Linked DNA regions of Mus musculus: all the other regions are linked to region 1. The links are chromatin contacts, called in public HiChIP or PLAC-seq and Micro-C maps. All regions are on one chromosome and are shown on one strand. The core of a region is the stretch at or near the end of the contact, and the rest is flanking DNA. Distances in the headings are between cores, read along the strand shown. Region 1 holds the start of Spopl (speckle-type BTB/POZ protein-like). Region 2 holds the start of Yme1l1 (YME1-like 1 (S. cerevisiae)). Region 3 holds the start of Potegl (POTE ankyrin domain family, member G like).

Region 1 (4,513 bases), core at 670-3,169:
CCCTGTATTTCTATAATAAAGCTCTTAAAGAATAGAGTCTCGTCTCTGCTCCATCAAGGCCCACTGCACAATCTGGTCAGTGTTGGGAACTTCTTCCCCTCATCCATCTCTCCTACAACCCTGGTGGCTTTAGCAAAGTAGCTCTGGGGGGTTGTCCCAGGCAGGGCTGCCCCCTGGCCACCCCCTGAAGAGTGGGATAGAGGAATGCCCACCCAGGGATGGGTGGATAGTGTAGGTAGCAGCCCTGACTGACCAGAGAATAGGGTCTTTTTCCTATCCCATTTCTCCCTGCCCCCGGGCCCCCCCTTTATTTTTTGTCCCCAACAGGCCAGCTTCTTCCTGACCTTCTTGACTTGAGACCAAAGCCTTGTAGCCTTTGTCTTCAGCCCATAAGCTCCTGTTGATGGACTGACTCAACAGTTCAGGACATGTTACACAACTTGAGAAACAATCAACCATCCTATCTTTCTTCAAACTGAGCAACCTCCAAAGTAAGGTAGGAAAAAAAGTTCAGGGCTTTAATAGCCTAACCCTCAAGAAAAGATTTCATTTTTGTCTATTAAGTCACCCACTATTCTGCTTTGCACAGGGTCTTTTTCTGTGTCTGCTGTGTGCCTGTTTCCTCATTCCCAAATAAATATATTCCTTTAGCTACTGATTCTGTTTGCAGAGCATAAGATTTCTCTGTTGTTACCTGGGTGTTCAGTTAACTAGGGGCTGGATTGTGGTAGTTATGTTTGTTAACTTGATAAGTCTCAGACTAAGTCCAAAAAAGGTGATCTGACAGTCTGGATTCATCATTGTGCTTCTGCACACTGGATGCAATGTGACCTGCTGCCTTAAGCTCCCATTACCATGTCTTTATTGCCACGATGGACTGTGTTTTCTTAGCAATCCAAATAAATCCCTCTTTCCGTACATGGCTTTCCTGGGGTATTTTGTTGCAGGAATAGGACAAGTAGCTAATGTAAGAGTGCCAATAACCAAGTTGTGGTATCATCCATTTCTATAAACTCCAAATGGCTAAAGAAAGGAAGCAGTAACCTTAATATTACCATTTTTAGTTTAGTACGGTTCACTCTCCAGTTGTTGGCTGATCTTGTACAAAGGAACTCTACAGACTCCTTTCTTGTATGAAAAGTCCCCTTCATTCCCTCCAACCTAAAATGCCTTACGTGCAACTATTTACCCACACAGACTTGGGTTTCAGCTTTTAATACAGTTTGGGGGTCAGAATGGGAGGTGAGCAAACGTTACACCCAGATGCAGTCTTAATGGGCACAGGGCCTCACTGTTTCCTCACTGTAACAGGATTTTCTGAGTCAGGAGGCATCACTGGGCTTCTATCTATCTATCTATCTATCTATCTATCTATCTATCTATCTATCTATCTATCTATCTATCTATCGCTCCGGGCATCCCTGGGCTTCTATCTATGTATCTATGTATCTATCTAATCTACCTATCGCTACCTACCTATTATCTACCTATCTACCTATCATCTACCTATATCTACCTACCTACCTACCTACCTACCTACCTACCTACTTACCTACCTACCTCTATCTATCTATCTATCTGTCTGTCTATCTATCTATCTATCTATCTATCTATCTATCTATCATCTATCTATCAATCATCTATCTATTGCTCGGGGAAAACTTCCTATCTACCTCTATCTATCTGTCTGTCTATCTATCTATCATCTATCTATCTATCTATCTATCTATCTATCTATCTATCTATCTATCTATCTATCTATCTATCTATCTATCTATCTATCTATCATCTATCTATCAATCATCTATCTATTGCTCGGGGAAAACTTCCTATCGGTAGTTGCGAGGTATATGGGAAGCAGGAAATTGCTCGCAAAGCCGCCGCCGGAAGTTCCGGGCCTCGGAGCAGGAAAAGCTACTTGGCGCACGCGCCCTGATGACTGGCGGGGCGGAAACTGGACGCCCGAGCCTCAACACCTAGAGCGGGCTCGGGCTAGGCGCACTCTTTGGCGGCGGGTGTGTTTAATCTTGGGGAAGAAGTTTAGCAGCCGGTGAGGACAAGGAGGGAGGCCGGGAGGAGGATGCGGCTTGGCCGGGGGGTGCCCGCTGCAGGAGCTCGCCGCCGCCTCAGCCTCGGTCCCCGGGGCCGCCGAGGGCCCGCCCGCCGCCCCGCGTGTCCGGGTAGGTGTTCCGGCCGCCGGCCGGTGCTGGGCTGCCTCCCTCTCAGCTTTCCAGTCCTTGGTGCTCCGGCCCACGCCCTACGGCCCTGCCCCTCTCTCCCTTAGGCGGTTCTGCTTCCTCTGGACGTCCATGTCCCTTCCGGAGTGCAGTGCTGCGCTCCCCGGTCCCCCTTTGCTCGAGTCTAACTCCTTCCTCATCTGCATCCAGGAATCTACTACGCCCGCACTTTTATGCCTTCTCCTGTCTTCCTGAAGCAAAGAACTGCACCCCGATAGTCTTCATCCGTCCTCTCAAATGGGTTCTGAAAGCTGTCGTCCCTGTTAGCTCATTTTAGGGCGCCTTAAGCTCCCCGGACCAGGAGTGTCCGTCTCCAACCACATTCTTGCCCCTAACAGCTCATATTTACCAGGACATGACAAGCCAGCCCCATGATTAGGGTCAGTTCTTGAATATAGAAATGTGTCTTCCCTTTTTATCTTTTGCTGCTGTCTTTCCTGTTAATTCTCTATCTTAGGTATGCATGTTTGTGTTGACCGAAAGGAAAAGAATGATAGAATTTTCGCCCTCCAAGAAATTGACAGTCCCTATAGAAATAAAAGCCACTCCTTCAATTTCCATGACTGAATACAGTGCCTAAGCTGTCTGCCCATTTTCCCCTGGTGTCTGACACTTCGCATATATCTGAATAATTTTGGGCTTAGTTTGCCCCACTAGGAGACTTTACTTATATTCTTGTACAGTTGAAACCTCCTCTTTATTGGGGTGGAAGGAGAAGTAGTAAAAGACTGGGGAAATTACATTCCCCCCACCCCTCATGATAGAAGTGGCAGAATATTTCAAATTATTATTCCCACATTCCTAAGAGAAATGTTGCTCCATGGTTAGGAGCTCAGAGAGTAGTTGAATTGCCGAACATTCTACCCAGCAAGCTCGGTTCTGGCTTTGAGAAAGTCACTTATCTTTTCCAGCCTTTAGTAGTCGTATAGCTATAAAGAAGGTGGTGACAATACTCTTTGGTAGTAGTGCTTGAACAAATGAAATGCAGGTAAAGTACCTGTCAGGGCCTGGAATGTGCTAAGTGCTTCTGAAATGTTACCCTTTTATAGCCTGATTCTATTCAAGTGCTGGTAAGTTGATTCTAAGAGAGGAAAGTAAGAATTGAGAGGTACTGTGTTGTTATTACTTAACGTCCACTTTTGGTGTATATAAGGTTTGTACTGCATTATTATGCCAATTAATGTGTGTGTGTGTGTGTGTGTGTATGTGTGTGTGTGTGTATTTCAAATACATGTTTTAGCTTTATTTATGTTCCCTACTTTTGCATAGGAAAATCGATGAGTTCCTGTTTCAAATATCTGTTTGGAACTTGTAAAACTCTATCATTGCTTTCAGATTTTTTCTGAAAAAATACATAGCAGATTTTTTTCACAGTAGAAAAAATACATAACAATATTATCACTATAGGTGAAATATTCAGAGCTGAGTTGGTAGCCTACACATGGCTTTTATATTGAATTACAGGAGGCAAAGACATTCATTCATATTCCTAAGCCTTTACCTGTTTACTAAAGTTCACTCACCTGTTGAGTAAGGTTTGCAGTCATACAGAATGACTTAGAGTCTGTTATCCTTTGCTGTCCCTCAGACTTGCTCTTTCCTAGCTGGCTAATTGAGATAAGCTTCTCACGTTTCTAAATATCGTTTATTTTTAAAAATTGGGATCTAGACACTGAGGCTTCCTTTAGGTTGTGTAGAAAAATAGCATTGTGCTTTTGTAGAACTTTTGGGACAGTTTTTCTGCGGTCTTATTTGTGACAAGGCATGAAAGGCATTTGTGTTTGATTGTCTTAATCATTGTCTTGTTTCAGTAACACACAATAAAATGAACTTTTTGGTATGTCAGATGGCTGTTAAAGCTTTTAAAGTTTGTGGAGTAGTCATTTTCTTAGTTCAAAGAACATGCTTAGAATGGCTTTGAATATAGAGTAATGTAGTGAGTGAAGCATATAGCTCAGGGCTAAAATGATACACATCTATGATCCTGCATTCTTTTCCAAGTACCAGCAGATAAATAATTTGGGCAAGAAATGATAAAACTTTAGGATAGCAAGAACAGGGTTGAAGTAACTTTCATGAACATCTGAGAGGCAAAATTGGTAGGATTTAGTAATGACTCGATTTGGGACCTCAGAGAGAGGAAAAGGCTAGTACCTGAAGTATGCATTGAAAGAGGCAAGTGTCCATCTTTAGTATGATGTGTATTACAGGTACAGAGGCCAGAAGATGGCATCAGCTCTTCTGGAAATGGAGTGACAGATTGTGAGCCATCATGT
Region 2 (4,513 bases), core at 599-3,098, 420 kb after region 1:
GACACTGTCATCCTAAAAAAACAGCATTTTCTTGTATCAAGCTGACCAACACAGAAATATCACTTTCCACCATCTCTCCCACTTACACTGAGTGAAATTCTATTACTTCTTTTCTTCTCTACTTTAATTTTTGTGAGACAGGTTGGCTGCCAAATCCTAATCCTCTTGACCCTCTCACCAAGTCTGGAATTAGAGGTGCCACACTAGACAAAGCAATTTCTTTTCCATAATTACTGAATGCCTTTCCTGTGTCAGAGCAACAGCATCCTTAAATCTACAACACTTACACTTTTGCCCTTTCATATTCTCCACACAAGAAGCCAGAGCAAGCCTCCAAATGACAACCTGGTCACAGAAATCAAATGAATCGAACTCTGTAACTGCCTCAAGGCTTCTCTCCAACCTCCCTTTAGCCACTCTGTTCTTGCCACATGGGCCTGACTTTTGTTCCTCACAGGATTTTATATTTATATTTTTCTGTCTGCCTGAAATTCCCGTTTATTTATTTATTTATTTACTTATGGTTTTTCGAGACAGGGTTTCTCTGTGTAGCCCTGACTGTCCTGGAACTTACTTTGTAGACCAAGCTGGCCTTGAACTCAGAGATCCGCCTGCCTCTGCCTCCCAAGTGCTGGAATTAAAGGCGTGCGCCACCACGCCCGGCGAAATATCCGTTTATTGTTCATCTTTATTTCCAGTGACTAGGAGAAATCTACATTTGCTTGGTTCGCTTGCTGCCTAAGTAGCAGCTAAGCAATTCCTTTCTCCATTAGTCTACCAATTCCATAGGAACACAAAAAGAGGCAGGTAGTAAGATGTAACGAACATTTGGGGGGGCAGTCTTTTGAGACAAGTCTCACTATGTAACATCTCTAGATTCTCTGCCTGCCTCCCAAGGAATAATCCTCAAGACAAGTTGATGGTGCATCTGGTGTGATGGTGGTGGGAGCCATGATCCCAACACTTAGGAGGCCAGCCTGGACATAATAAGGACTAGGACAGCAAAGATAGACAATGAAACCTCGCCTCAAAAAATAAAATATAATTAATTAATTAATTAAACATTGTTAACACCTTCCCCCCCAAAAAGAAAACAAATTTTAATGAAACAAGGAAAAATTAACATAATTTGGGTCCTGATTTTTTAAAAAATGTTTAAAATTTAATTGCAAGAATCTAATGATTCAAAAATGTGCACAAGTTAATTCTACCCAGAAAGAAAGAAATTGTGATGCTATTCGAATTATTAGAGTATGTTTGAACTAAATTCGGCTTGAAAGGAAAAAAGGGTAATCAGAAATAGATGGATGGAAAGAACACTGTCTTCTTTACCTTTCTCGCAGATTTCACAAATCCCCATCTCAGACTGTCCAACCCTAAACAGTCCCTGAATTGTCAACAGAAATTCTGTGCAAGCCAGTGGATACGCTATGTGATGTTCACCACGGTTAGTGTCAGGTCATAGTCTCAGCACTGTCCCCTGATCTCCTTTTCAGCCTGCGACTCAAACAGGGTTCGTCGCTTCCCTCACTAATTTTGCTTCAGAAACACCGATTCTACTACAGCATCCGGGGAAAAGTCGCAAAAGGGACGCAGGAAAACGCCTGAATGCTGGGCTCACCTGAGGCTGCACAGTGCTCGACAGGGAGAACATCTCCGGGCCCTCGAGATCTTACCGGCCAGCCGAAACTGCTTCTTAGCTTCAGCTCCGAGGAAAGGGGCTGAGCCCTTTTATTTTCTCTTTATTTCTCTTTGCTTTTCTCCCAGTTTCTCCCTTACTCCTCCCAGAAACGAAAAAATGGCTTCCCCTCCCGACAGCTGCTACGACGACATCTGCCCCGGAAGACCATAGGTACAGTGCTTCCGGAGCAAGCCTCCGCGTTCACCCCGCCCCCGCCCGTCAGCGCTCCGCCTCTTCCGGGGACTCTGTCACTTTGGGGTGGTTTTTCGAGGTTCCTATCACCACCTCCACAATAAATTGGATGTTCTTCTAGTCGCTCCTACTCTGTTTCTGAATTCAGTACGCGGTCAAACGCACTTAACGCTCACCCAGGCTCTCCACATTCTGTGGCTTCGCTAGCTTCCACACATCATCCCTAGCCATTGCTTTACTTAACAGTCGGCCTGGCTTCTAGCTCATGCGGAGGGAGGGAGAACTGCAGATCTTGACTGAGACTCGGAAGGACCCCACCAGACTACATAAAGTCTTAGTCCCTTGCTCATTGGCCAGAATGCACTGCCTCGTCACAAAAACAGCCCGTGTATCCGCGGCTGAGCCCCGCCCAGCGCCCCTTCCGGCAGCGCCGCCGGCTCCGCCTAGCGCTCCGCAGACTGCGCCCAGCAGTGCCGCCGGCCCCCACCCGTCGATGCCTGCTTACAGGGAGCCGGCAGAGCGCAGACGCGCGGTGACGTCACGGGAGGCGTCCGGCGTAGGCGAAACCTTTTGAATCTAGCTGGCGGGAGTTGCTGCTGCAGGGCGAGCTGTGCAGCAATGGAGTCCGCCTCGGCAAGTGAGGAGAATGAAGGAGGTGCGGCGATAGAGGAGTGCGTGAGTAGGATCCCGGTACCAAGACCACCCTCCATTGAGGAGTTCACCATAGTGAAGCCCATTAGCCGTGGTGCATTCGGGAAAGTGTACCTGGGACAGAAAGGCGGCAAGTTGTACGCAGTGAAGGTAGGCAGTCAGAAGCGAGAAGGTCTTAAATGGTCCTCCCTCGCGGACCTCCCTTTTGAGTTGTTGAACAAACTCTGGAGCTGCTGTACCACTAGCCTGGAATGCCCGGCTTACAGAAGCCTGCACAGTCCTGCTTGTTGACTGTGGGCGTTTAGGCAGACTGCAGTGAGCAGGTGTCTGTCCTTTCCCTTGCCCTGCCCTTCTCTGTATACTGAGAATCATTAACCCAGTGAAAATAGCAAAACTTACCCAACTGTGCCCTGGCCATTGTTAACAAATGAGAAAACTGCGACTGAAGGCAGAGGCTTGAAGCCACACCCATGACTCCTGAGTCATGTTTCAAATCAAAACGGCCTTAAGTACTTGTTGGTTATGTTTTCCTTGTTTGACATACATAATAGCCGAAATCTTGCTATCACAAACAAGATTGGTTTGTAGACAGTTCAAATCTCACTCTTACCAAAAGGAAGCTGCATTATATTCGAATTTTCTGTGACACAATTTATATTGTGAAAGTTTTTAATTGTAGTATTATTTATTTAAAGTATCACCGGGATTGTGAGTTTGTTTTGCTTTTTTACTAACTTGAGCTTCACCTGGATTAACTTCGGTACTTTGATTACGTTTGTAATGGTCACTTTCCGATGATGCTTTAATTCCAGCTCTTTGATAAGCAGGAGCAAGTGATGCAAAACCAAAATTTTTGCTTCTCAAGATTTCCATCGTGATACGTAAGCTGTAAGTTCATTTATTATAGAGCAAGTAGAAAGAAATGTGTCCTAAATCAAGCGTTTCTTATCTATATGTGATCGTAAAAACAGTCAGTGTTCACTTAAAATTGTTCTGTCCACCCTAGCTTCTCATTACTACTTTGTAATGAGAACATTACATTGTAAACATGACAAAGGAGGCTACTGGCTGGCTCAGATTCCTGGTACCCAGTGCTTGGAGACTAGCACACAGTTAAGATAAGCAGCCCCTTCACCTGACTACCTAAATGACCTCTTCCTTTGCTTCTTTCCCTTTAATAGTACCAATGTCACCTCTACCCTTCAGGCTAGAAACTTGAGTTGCCCTTATATATTTCATCAATACACCACATACCCTTTGTTCCTGTTGTCCCTCTGGAAAAAAATGTTTTGTTTTTGTTTTGTTTTGCTTTTTTCATTCACAAGTGGATTTCTCCCCACTTACTTGTTCAGTGATGACTTTTGTAAATTAAATAGTATTGAAAACCAGTTTTAGGGGCTGGTGAGATGGCTCAGTGGTTAAGAGCGCCGACTGCTCTTCCAAAGGTCCTGAGTTCAAATCCCAGCAACCACATGGTGGCTCACAACCAGCCTAAACGAAATCTGATGCCCTCTTCTGGAGTGTCTGAAGACAGCTACAGTGTACTTACATATAATAAATAAATGAATTTTTTAAAAAAAAAAAACAGTTTTAAGGAATAGTTCCATAGCCCAAAAAATTACCTTTTTGCCTATTCACAGTACCTCTTCCCTTAATATGTCAGCAGGTAACTACTATCCCTCTTCTCTCTGTTTTCTGTCTCTCTTTGACAGTCCCAAATAGCCTCAGACATATGATGGAACTGAGCATGACAAGCCTTAAATTACTGATACGTATGGCTCCATCCCCTAAGTGAAGCGACTACAGGCATGTACCAACAAGCCCTATGTACCAACTCACCTTCTATCTCTGCAAGATTGCCTTTTCTGGATAGTTCACATAAATGGAATCATACAATGTATGGTCTTTGATGTCTTCTTCTTCTTCTCTTCCTCTTCCTCTCCTTCCTCTTCCTCCTCCTCCTCCTCCTCCTTTTTCATTTGCCTGGTG
Region 3 (4,513 bases), core at 677-3,176, 360 kb after region 1:
AGATGGCTAGAAACCAAATGTTCAAATTAAACATGTACGTCAGTGGTTCCTATCCTGTGGGGATCAAATGACCCTTTCACAGGGGTAGCCTAAGATCATCAGAAAACACAGATTATGATTCATAACAATATCAAATTACCATTATGAAGTAACAACAAAAATAATTTTATGGTTGGGGTCACCACAACATGCAGATCTGTATTAAAAGGTAGCAGAACTGACTGCTGATTTAATGAGTAAAAAAGAGGAAAATTCATTTGCAAGTTAAATACTTGAAAATAATACATTAGATTTGTACGTATAGTTTGTTAATTTAAGTTTCCAATCAATGCTTGTTTAGATGCAATCAAACTGGTTTGTCACTTAGCATAGTAAGCTATATATGACTAGGCTAATATTCCTCTATGTCTGTCTATGCCTTCTTCAAGGTAAAATATTCAATGAAGTCATTGAAATTTTTTATAACTGTGTTCTTCTAATAATTTGACTTTTAAGGCAGGCTTATAAAAGTAAAGTGCTATGGGTTTCTTTTCTTCCTACTGGAAGCAAGAGGTAGAGGTGTACAGCTTATAACTGTGGCAGGGGAAACAGAAACCCTCAGTTCAGTTTCTTACAATACACATCAGGCTTAATATACATATACATAAACATATATATATATACTTAATATTCTAATATATATTCTGATACATATCATATATAGTGGATACTGGGTTTTACTTAGAATTTTAGGCTTGAAGGTAATAAATACATTATAAAATATTCCTTTTGTAAGAATTCTTCACTTTTTGGGGGGCCAGGTGTGGTGGCGCACGCCTTTAATCCCAGCACTCCGGAGGCAGAGGCAGGCGGATTTCTGAGTTCGAGGCTAGCCTGGTCTACAGAGTGAGTTCCAGGACAGCCAGGGCTACACAGAGAAACCCTGTCTCGAAAAACCCCAAAAAAAAAAAAAAAAGAATTCTTCACTTTTTAAAAAATGTATCTAACGTTGTACTCCTAATATTACACAAAGTTAAAATGATGATTTGTTCTTGTTAATTGACACTTTCAAATAGTCTGTTGACTCTCTAAAGGTCTCATGAGGAAGGGAAAGCAACCAGACTTCTGCCCTTGCGTTGGCTGGGCCAGGGGTTCCTCCCAGGTGTGCTGATCACAGGTGCTGAAACGGTCACTATATAGTGGCAACAATCAGCGCTGGGCCCTCCCCACTCCTGTTCCTGTCCCGGGAGTGAGTAGAGGTGTCTTCTTCCACACTGCCCACACTGCCCTCAGACCCCAGGTCTGAAGAATCTCTTACCTATTCTCCCTGTCTCTGTGATTGACTTCGTATTTACCCAGAGTAAAGTACAGCCGCACAAAAGGTAAATCGCCTGCACAGGCCGCCATGTGCAGATCATTGTCAGGAAAGTAAGCCATGTCTAAATAAGCAGGATCCTCCCTTCCAAAGCTCAGGTTACTTCTCCGTGCCTTAATATCGCAGAAACCCAAGGGGGTCTCTTCCCTATTTGTTTTCTGACAGCAACACAGCGCAGAGAAGCCTGGAAACCCCAAAGGCCTCCTCTCTTCCCCACGGCTGTACTTTCCTCCCATCTCAGGCAAGGTTATTTATAACAAACCAACCGTTAACTGCCCCAGTATCAACGTTATTATAACAAGCAGACTCTCCCCATCTCATATCGAATTATAAGTCCACCCTCCTGTTTTTAATATTTATAATTAGCCCATTATTCGTTATCTAAGTATCAACGATGTAATAAGCCCACTCATCCTTATCCAAATATTATCACTTGTCATAGGCTTGCCAAGTCTCTCCCACAGTCCCTGTCCCTTCAAGTCTGCTCCCTGGTTTAGTGTCTATCAACTGCAGGGACAGTTGGCAGAACAGTTCTTGTCAAGCCATACTGGTGGACGCAAATATGCAAGGGTGTGCGTGAACGTGTGCGTGCCTGTGACCCTCGACTACCTGAAGCCAATAAAGGTTAATGCGCATGTGCGTAGTCCAGCCTGTCAAATCTCTGCAAAGTCAACTTGTGTTGTTTCAAAAATCAGAAGAGGCTGGAGGGATGGGCTCAGTGTTTACGAGCAAGTACTGCTCTTTCAGATGGACCTAGCTCAGTTTCCAGCGCCCACCATAGCTGGCTTACAGTGCCATCTTTTGGACAGCAGGCACCTATACTCGCAGAGGCGCCTTCCCTCACATGCATATGAACGAAATTTTAAAATTACGAACTTTTTAAATGTCAAAAGTCAAAAGAGGGCTAGATGACCTTTGGTCGTTTGTTCGAGGCTGACTTACAGCCATGGGAAAGCAGTCCTTGTACATGGCTGTTGAAAGTGATGGGGGACATGGAATGCCAAAGGCCAGCTCTACAGGAAAATCTCTTAACAGAATGCTCTCTTAATTTCTATTGTTTATTTTCCACATCCAGTGCGGTATGGGAATTAAGCAGTGGAACTAAGAGTAGTCCGTTTTCACGGTTTCAGAGGCAAATTTTGAAGAGAAACTCATGCACACTGCATGCAAAATGAACATCCACATCCACCAACAAACCTCCTAGCCTTTTGCCCTGACTATATTTTTATGTTCGGCTTTATTTTATTTTCTCTTATAAAACCTACAATAATTCCAAGGTGTTTTTTTAGAGAGCAACATATTTAAATTTTTTAATCGGCAATTTTCTTTCCCCAACCTATCTTTTCTCACTAGGTTACAATGGTATTTTATGTATATGTGTACGTGTATGTGTATGTGCGCGTGTATGTGTTTGTGTATGTATATGTATATTCAGTGGATTTCTCAGCCCCCAAGAACTACCTGGCTTGAACCATCCCTGCCATTGCTGCATTGCTGCATGCCTTCCATTCCTGCATGCCTTCGTACTCCCCTTCCCAAGACAAATAATTTCCTGCTCCTCTTCTTTCTCCTCACCCCCACTTACCATGCACCCAGAACCATATCCCCTCCAGTAGCAATGTCAGTGTCTCTGACCAGGGAACTCAATTAGACAGACCTTTTACAAAGCACACGGCCACAGAGGTAGCAAGATTTGTCAGTTTTGACCGTCGTTCAGTCTTTTGACGTGCTGAAAAGGTTTCAATGCCCTTATTTTCAAATTGCAGCTGTCCAGTGAATTACCAGGACCTCCAAACCTCAGGACTCCTCTGTCCAATATCACCTCTGTCCATTGATGGAGAGTCACATGAGTTCATAGCTCCTGTACTTTACTCATTTAATGGAGCAGGTAATGGTACCCTTCTTCCAGGATACTTCTGTTACCAGGAATTCCCCCCAGTTCTGTTCAATGCTGTGATTCATGGCTGATGGCTGCTGAACAGCGTCTTGTGGGCATCAGTGTGAGCTTTGCTATATAGGTTCACCTGCTCTGCAAAACTGAACTGTACTGGCTTTAAAAATCTTGCCCATTTTCATCTCTTAAAGCCTCTATCAAATAGTTTTTCTCCAAGAAACAATGTAATAAAAATACTTTAGCATTTTACACCATGTAGTTGTAAAAGCAGTATGTGATGTGGGAAAAAAATGAGCTGACATACATCCCTGGACAGTTTGAAGATATCTTCTAATGAGATAAAAATAAAGCCAAAAAAATAAAAATTTTACACCAAATATTTAAGGTATGACAGGATTGGTTTTCATTAGTTTAAAATGTCAATGACCTTTACTCTGCTAATTATGTACTAGTGTAAATAATTTATATAGATAACACAATAGTATTCCTGATACTTCCCTTATCATAAAAGCCTAATGCTCAGAAGACTTGCTTCCAAGAGCAAATATATCCATGCTTAGAATTCGACTCTCTTAGTAGCACATATTATTTTTATGAAATGGACTTGATTGCAATATTTTTGTATGTTCATATGAAGCACTTGACCATATTAATCCCATATCACCATCTCATAAACCCTTCTCCCCACTCCACCCCTAGTCCCATTCTCCTTCCCAATACTCCACCTCCAACATGCATTTTATTTCTTAATTTCTGGACTCTACTTGTAAGATAAAATGTGTTTTTTTCTGAGCCTGGTTTAGTTCATCTACCATGAAGACACACTGTTCCATCCTTTTTCTTAATAAATCACACATGTACAGAGAATCTACATTCTTTAACACTAATGAAAACTCGCACCTTTTGCACATTGGCACAACTTTAAATACACAATCACACAGCTACACAAAATCATTCTCACACACAACATATGGTTGCTCACATTTTCATTCACAATTACTCATGCCTACCTGCATCCTCAAACATTCTCACACTCACAAATTAACATTTTCATACTCTGCATACTCACAATTACATTCTTGCACACTTATCCACCCAACCATGGCCTCCTCCTTCTACCAAGGGCTGTTAGATCATCCAAAACAATGTCATGCGTTTCATCTACTCTTAGCATGAATCCCAGAGGGATCCATGCAACTCATTCATTATTATCCCTATTAAGCTCCCAAGCAGCCATGATTGGTCATCACCCCATCCCAAACACT

What was found. Hi-C and Micro-C count contacts between places; a contact is called where the count stands out from the background. HiChIP or PLAC-seq counts read pairs in DNA pulled down with a chosen protein or histone mark.
Region 2: a contact with region 1 is called in an H3K4me3 HiChIP or PLAC-seq map of the 230-238 cell line, with 3 times the contacts expected there. The contact joins the promoter of Yme1l1 here to the promoter of Spopl in region 1. A contact is called at or near these places in 16 of 39 promoter capture datasets (the C10 cell line, the HPC-7 cell line, HPC-7-derived erythroid cells and 8 more), 2 of 484 Hi-C or Micro-C datasets (the G1E-ER4 cell line and Th1 cells) and 8 of 115 datasets of contacts at active chromatin or transcription factors (the 230-238 cell line, effector CD8 T cells, embryonic stem cells and 4 more).
Region 3: a Micro-C map of embryonic stem cells shows a contact between it and region 1, with 2.5 times the contacts expected there. The contact joins the promoter of Potegl here to the promoter of Spopl in region 1. A contact is called at or near these places in 6 of 39 promoter capture datasets (the HPC-7 cell line, embryonic stem cells, liver and 2 more), 16 of 484 Hi-C or Micro-C datasets (the G1E-ER4 cell line, embryonic stem cells and stem cell-derived epiblast-like cells), 1 of 115 datasets of contacts at active chromatin or transcription factors (embryonic stem cells) and 1 of 9 other capture datasets (macrophages).

The regions. Positions count from the first base shown.
Region 1 is chr2:23,569,510-23,574,022 of GRCm38.p6, reverse strand. Spopl (speckle-type BTB/POZ protein-like) reads left to right here and starts at 1,919. Exons shown (of 11, transcript NM_029773.2): 1 at 1,919-2,180.
Region 2 is chr2:23,153,840-23,158,352 of GRCm38.p6, reverse strand. Yme1l1 (YME1-like 1 (S. cerevisiae)) reads right to left here and starts at 1,848. Exons shown (of 19, transcript NM_013771.5): 1 at 1,622-1,848. The coding sequence starts at 1,654. It overlaps Mastl (microtubule associated serine/threonine kinase-like), which reads left to right and starts at 2,329. Exons shown (of 12, transcript NM_025979.4): 1 at 2,329-2,674. The coding sequence starts at 2,492.
Region 3 is chr2:23,204,889-23,209,401 of GRCm38.p6, reverse strand. Potegl (POTE ankyrin domain family, member G like) reads right to left here and starts at 1,926. Exons shown (of 11, transcript NM_027635.1): 1 at 1,298-1,926. The coding sequence starts at 1,590.